Regions from separate parts of the Gossypium arboreum genome. Here region 2 is linked to region 1. A link is a contact called in public Hi-C data. All regions are on one chromosome and are shown on one strand. The core of a region is the stretch at or near the end of the contact, and the rest is flanking DNA. Distances in the headings are between cores, read along the strand shown. Region 1 holds the start of LOC108461368 (50S ribosomal protein L6, chloroplastic). Region 2 holds the start of LOC108461406 (probable beta-1,3-galactosyltransferase 2).

Region 1 (3,490 bases), core at 512-3,011:
GTATATACTCTTAAATTTGGATGAAATAGATGAATTACATGTGCATACATAGGATTTAATCTATTTGACCAAATGGTGATATATCTTGACATTTCAAAACGTGATTTGTGTAAGGCCTAATCTTAAGCGACTTAGTAATAAATCAACAATTACGGATGTTCAGCACATTAAGTTGGCCAGGTATGTATTATGTACTTGTGTAGGCTTATTAAGCCCATCGAGACTTCACTTGGATTTTGTGTAAGTTATAAATGTATTTAATCCAGCAAAGTTAATTGTTTTACTTAAGACTTACTAAGCCTTGAAAGCTTACTCTGTTGTTACGTTTCTCTGTTTTATAGATTGTCAAATTTGGCCTTTGCTCGGGAATCGTCAACAACTCGTCACACTATCACTATCCACTGTTTGGTATTGCTATGTTTTGGATTATTTTATGGCATGTATAGAATAGACTAGTAGCAGAATAATATTCTGGTTAATGTATATAAGCCATGCGAAAATGGCATCATTTGAATGTGTACTTATAGAAGTTTAATTTTATCTCTGGCTGTATTTAGCATTTATCTAAATGAATGATCTTTATTTCAAGAAAAAGTTTAAAATTTTACTGTTCTGACATGAGTTACAAGTCTGGTAATACCCCTTTCCTATTCCGACAACGGTTACGGGATAGGGGTGTTACAGGAGATTTTATTAATTAAATAGAGATGATTACAATTTTTCTCCAAAGTCTATATTTATAAATATAAGGAGTATAAATGAAATGAAACTCTACGTCTAATAAATATTAGAGTCATAAAATATATCAAGCTTATCTTGATGTTGATAGACATCCACTTAATAATGAAAAATAGTCATAACAAAATTGACCATTTCAATGTCTATACGGACTAATTCATTTAACCTTAATAATAATAATAATAATAATTATTATTATTTATATTATTAGAAAACTAAATATGATAATAAAAAGTCAAAGTTATGAAAATATTTCATAAAAAAGATATGAAAGTGTAGTTTTATATTAGAGTAAGGGGAAATTTTTAAATATAATAATTATAATTATAAGCATAAGCATAATTTTAATTTTAGAAAAGTATGAACTTTATAATATTTTATTTATAAAAAACAATTATTCACAAGTTGTCAATTATATATAATTTTTATATTTATTAATTTAATTGATTATATGACATGTTTTAATTAGTCAGTTATAACTAATTAAAACTAGCAATTAATTAAAATAAATAATACAACAAAACATTAGGTATATGAACGATTTATGCATGAGCTTTCCTTATAACAACTTAGAATATTTTATCAAGTTAATAGTTTAACTTAAAATGATTTTTAAATGATCTTGTGGATGATTAATTATGATACTAATTTAATTATTTAATTCACTTTATAAATATATAAATGAATTTAGAGTAGTTATAATAATTATTGTTAAAAAGAAATTGCAATAGTAAATTTTTTAGTGCCCCAAATGTGATATTATTTTTCTATTTAACAAAACTCAAAATTATTAAAACCTCCTAATCAAATTGAACCCAACTATAATTATCGAATTTTTTTATTTTATTTTATACCATTTCAGTTTCAAAAATTAAAATTAAATAGAGCGAATTTGATTAAATTTTTGTCCAAAAATGGAAATCAACCGAATCCCTAATTAAATCTCACTTAAAAAATAAAAAGAAATAGGATGCTGTTCCACGTGGGGAAGGGCATCATAGAAATTCATTGTTTTAAAGAAGGGTAGTACTGGCAATATGCTAAAACCAGCTCTCCTCCTCGATAACAGTCGTTTTGGATAGCCCCCCCTTTCTTTTCTTCGCTTCCATAGAGAAGGCTAAAGCTGATGATAAGAAAACTCTGAGAGAAATGGCTTCTTCAATTATATCTTTGCAAACCAGGTTAGCTCCCTAGCAATGTTTCTTAATGGTCCTTTTGGGTATTTAGGCTGAAATATACCTGAGTGTAGGAAGATGGGTTTCCTTGTGTTGTTTTCTTTTTCACCCACAACTTTTAGCTAATTATCTTTGTCTTAATGTTGTTTGTTCTTGAAGAATATTGTTTTCGCTTTCAAACTGTTAATGGAGTGGTGTCTTGAAATGGTTTTGTCTTGTTCACTCAAGTTTTAGAGTTGAATGCTACTGTGTTGTGCAGCTATGGTGCTCTAGAATATGTCTAGGCTAATGGTGGGAATGTTTTTTAATGCAAAGGCGAAAACTTTTGTTGTGCTTTCAATCTTAAAAAGCTAGTACTTTGACTGAATTCAGCTTCTAGGCTTCCTTTGAGTTAGTGCATAGAATGTTAATACAAGGCAACATTTTGTTTTCCAGTATAAGAGTTATTGTTTTTGTAATTTGATGGGATTACTTTCTTCTCGTGTTTCAGCAATTTGAGGTCTGCATTTTTGGGAGAGAAAAATGGGAGCTGTGTTTCTAGCATTCCCATAACTCGCGTAAGTTTAGTGAGGAAGGCTATTGAGTGTAAGGAGTCGAGAATCGGGAAGCAGCCAATAACGGTTCCGTCCAATGTGACGATTACTATGGAGGGTCAGGACATAAAAGTAAAAGGTCCTTTGGGAGAAATGGCATTGACATATCCACGAGAAGTAAAGGTTGATAGGGAGGAATCCGGAGCCCTAAGGATCAGAAAGTCAGTGGAGACTAGGAGAGCCAACCAAATGCATGGCCTTTTCAGGTAATTGTTCCTACTTGTATGTTTTTCCTGCCTTTATCTAAAAGTTGTTTTCTTAATTTTTCTGCATATCTTATCTCTAGCTCTATCTTGATAATCTTGTTTAGTTCTGTTCTGTACATATCCTTGTATGGACCAATTGAATAAAGTGATGCTGGGAATGTTTGCAAATTTACCATGCCTAGACTTACAATCTATGCTCAATAAATTGATATTATCTTCTAATAAAAATGATACTTGGTTGGTTATGCATTTTCTTATGTTTACTGCCAAATGTTAGGAACAAATGTCTGGAACGTCTTTTGATTTTGGATCATATAATCTGGTTTTTATCATTTAATATTACTAACTTGTCAAAAATACAGTCAGTGTCTCACCTCTGTCCAATAACCATGGTCCTCAGGCAAGTATTGTTGTGACTTTATTACATCCGCTACTCACTCTTGCTCATTAGGCATCTACGTCTATTCATAGTATCACTTGCTTTTTTTCTTTTTTTTTTCTGAACTCCATAGTGAAACTTTAATCAGATTCTTTACTTTGAAGGAATTAATTTGATACGTTTTCCTCAAGCAACATGGATGCTATTCTGGAGTTGGGTTGAGTTTTGGATCAAGCTGTCTTGATTGCCTGCCTTCATAGCAAGCATTACTTGTTTGTTTAAATAACTTGACTCTAGTTTTGGTTCCCTGATCATTCTGGCATGAGATTCATATGCATTTTGTGATGTCCGTCATTCATTTTACTTTATAACAAGTAAACTTGATTTTGGGCTTGCTAG
Region 2 (3,351 bases), core at 234-2,733, 430 kb after region 1:
CAAAAATTTTACTCCTAAATATTTTACGAAGTTCTGTCAAATCTATGTTATGGTTAAAAACCAGTCACGTTGTGTTATCCGATAAAAAAATAACACTGTTCTTGATGTCACGGACCTCACCATCATAGTAAATAACAACACTAATACGTTCACTCATCTTCAATTTCTATTTTTCTTAGCCTCTCTAATTTTTTTTTGCTGTAACTTATGCAACTTGAGTTTGAAATTTGACTCATTTATAGCCTAAGGCCAAGTAGGCATTACTGTAGAAAAGAGCGTCCACGTGGAAGCTTTTTCAGTAATTTTGCTGATAGTGCATCTTGCTTGAAGTGTTTTTGACACTATTTTGTTAGAATCGTCTTCTAAAAATTATTTTTTTAGGAACTACTATAGAAAAAGAGCGTCCACGTAGGAGCTTTTTTCAGTAATTTTGCTGATAGTGCATTCTGCTTAAAGCATTTTGACATTATTTTTTTAGAACCGTCTTCTCAATTTTTTTTAGGAACTACTGTAGAAGAACAGCGTCCACGTGGAAGCTTTTTTTAGTAATTTTGTTGACAGCCCATCCTGCTTGAAGCGTTTTTGACATTATCTTTTCAGAACCGTCTTCTCAAAATTAAATTTTTTGAAACTATTGTAGAAAAAAAATAAAATCATTCTTTTCAATATAATTTTTTCTTAACCTTTAACCTAAACCCTTTTGCAAAAACTCTAAAAGCTAAACATAAAAATTATTTAAAAAAACTAAACCCTAATTTAAATAAATTTTTTAAAAACTCTAAACCCTAATTTAATTAATTTATTTAAAATCCTAAAACCTAATTTAATTATTATTTTTTAAAACTATAAACCATAATTTATTTCTTAAAATTCTTAAACTTTAAATAAATAAAACCCAAAATTATTTTAACAAAACACTAACCCTAAACCCACAAACCCTAGGCAATAAACATGCAAATAGCCCTAAACCTAGAAAAACAAGGGCTAAAACACATTCTTGAGGGAGCGATTTTGCCATGTTAGCAAACACGTCCACGTCAGCGCGTTTTGTGCTGACATGGCAAAATCGCTCTCTTAGGATGCGTTTTGTTGAATTTTCCCCCTAAAATACTCCTACATGGACACGTTTTAATATTTTTTGCCCATTTCAGTAAATAATGAAAAAAGTGGTCTATTTACGTAAATAAAGTTAGAAATATACCTTTATTGATAAAATATTCAAGTTTTATATTAACCCAAAAAAATCTTAAAAAAATAATTGCAATTAACTAGTTAATTTACGACCTGTCACATTAGCCAAATTTCTTTTAATTTCAGACACTCAAATTCTAAGTTAAGTAATTCAAAAATGTTTTTTTTAATGTAAATTTAATATAAAATATTTTTCAAGAATAAAATGAATGAAACTTCAACATAAAACAAAAGTAAAATCGAAGCGCGGTGAGATCCAACCCGACCATGCTTAGCCGCGCATAAATACATATCATCACATGTAAATAAATAAATAAAAAGGGATGAAATGGTAAATTTGTATAAGAAGAAAGCAAGAGAGAAGCGGTTAGTAGTGGGTCGTCTCTCACTTGTGTTCAACGTCCCTTGCCTGCAAGCAATGTTAGACCTCCCTTTTTGAGGCTTTGACACACAGAATCTATACACAGAAACAAACCAACAACAAAAAAAAGAAAGGAATAAAAATAGCAATTCATAATAAAACAGAGTTCTCTGTTTCTGTTTCTTTCTCTTCTTCTGAGAAAAAGTTGGAGCTCATTTTTTGCAACTGTCGTTTGATTCGGCTCAAGCTTCTTCTGTTTTTTTTTTTCCATATGGGTTTTTTGCTTCTTTGATTGCTAGTGTTGGAGAAATAGAGGGGATTTTAGGTTGGGAAGTTTCGAAAATATGTCTTTTAAAAGCAAAACAGAGCAGTCTACTAGGAGTTTTGTTTCAAAGAAATGGACTTTTCTTCTTTGTTTGAGCTGCTTCTGTGCTGGAATTCTCTTCACCAATAGGTAATACCCTTTACATTCTTTTTTTTTGAAAGTTCAAAACTTTTGGCTTTCCCTTATTTCAATGGTGAAACCATGTTAATTTGCTTTGTTAATAGATTTTTTGAGTTATGTTTCTTTTTACAATTATTTGTCCAAGCTTGTGTTCATGTTGAGTTTCAATTCTCTCTTTTTTTTTCTTTTTTTTAAAAGAGATTATTAGTGGGTCTTATTTATTTGGTGTGCCTATTAATGCAAAATTGGATCTAACCTTTGGGATAAGGTTGGTTTCAATTGACAAGTCAATTTTCATATATTAAGCGTTCTAATTTTAATGCTTTTATCTCATTGATGTTTCATCATTTGATAATCGTTGTGCAGAAGAATTAAATAGTTGCAATAGGGAACCTTGACTATAGTTGAAATTTTTACTGCTTTTGTTTTCTTTCTTTTTTTGCACATATAAAAATTTTTGGTTCAAATTTGGATTACAGGTAAAATTTTGGGTTTTCATTATGTTAATGTGTAAAATTGGTAACAGGATGGTGGCTGTTCCTGAATCTAAAGCTATCATGCGGATAACCGCCGTAGAAGCTGAAAAATTAAAACTCATTTCTGAGGGTTGTAACCTAAAAGCTGTGAGTCTCTTTAACTTGCATTCATATAAACCTTTTGTTAAGTTTTGTAGGTTTTAAGCTGTTTGGTTTCCTTTCTTTGTATCAGAAAGGAGAAAAGCATGTATCAAAGGACATCATCGGGGAGGTTTTCAAGACTCACCATGCTATACAGTTAGTATTGCTTTTGTCTAACTATGGTTCATTTGATTTTTAAGTGACTGATCAATGAACTGGTTGTGTCATTTTTCGATGTAGGACATTGGATAAGACTATTTCCAACTTAGAGATGGAATTAGCTGCTGCAAGGGCGGCTCAAGAATCTTTACACGGTGGTTCTCCGTTATCCGAAGATGTGAGTAGAGTTGGATCATCTAGGAAGAGAAAGTATCTGATGGTTATCGGAATTAATACGGCTTTCAGCAGCAGGAAAAGAAGAGACTCAGTTCGTGCTACATGGATGCCACAAGGTGGTCGGATTGATTCTTTTTGACCCTTCCATACCCCCATTCCCTTAACACACATCTGCTCCTTTCCTGATATTCTAATGCGAATTCGGGTGCTGAATCAAATCTGTTTTGGAAAATAGGTGAAAAGAGGAAGAAATTGGAGGATGAAAAAGGCATTATCGTTCGCTTTGTTATTGGCCATAGGTGATGGTTTAATTCTCTTTCTATCGTATTGTTTTATAAGTGAACTAGTATTATATTTTTTCTTGCTGTTCTTATGCTATTAACTTAGTTGTATTCTTCATT

What was found. A called contact is a pair of places that touch in the nucleus more often than the background predicts.
Region 2: a Hi-C map of leaf shows a contact between it and region 1, with 3 times the contacts expected there. The contact joins the promoter of LOC108461406 here to the promoter of LOC108461368 in region 1. A contact is called at or near these places in 2 of 5 Hi-C or Micro-C datasets (both in leaf).

The regions. Positions count from the first base shown.
Region 1 is chr13:67,921,029-67,924,518 of ASM2569848v2, forward strand. LOC108461368 (50S ribosomal protein L6, chloroplastic) reads left to right here and starts at 1,762. Exons shown (of 3, transcript XM_017761200.2): 1 at 1,762-1,919; 2 at 2,404-2,712. The coding sequence starts at 1,888.
Region 2 is chr13:68,348,906-68,352,256 of ASM2569848v2, forward strand. LOC108461406 (probable beta-1,3-galactosyltransferase 2) reads left to right here and starts at 1,484. Exons shown (of 11, transcript XM_017761252.2): 1 at 1,484-2,006; 2 at 2,524-2,620; 3 at 2,706-2,770; 4 at 2,855-3,066; 5 at 3,186-3,249. The coding sequence starts at 1,897.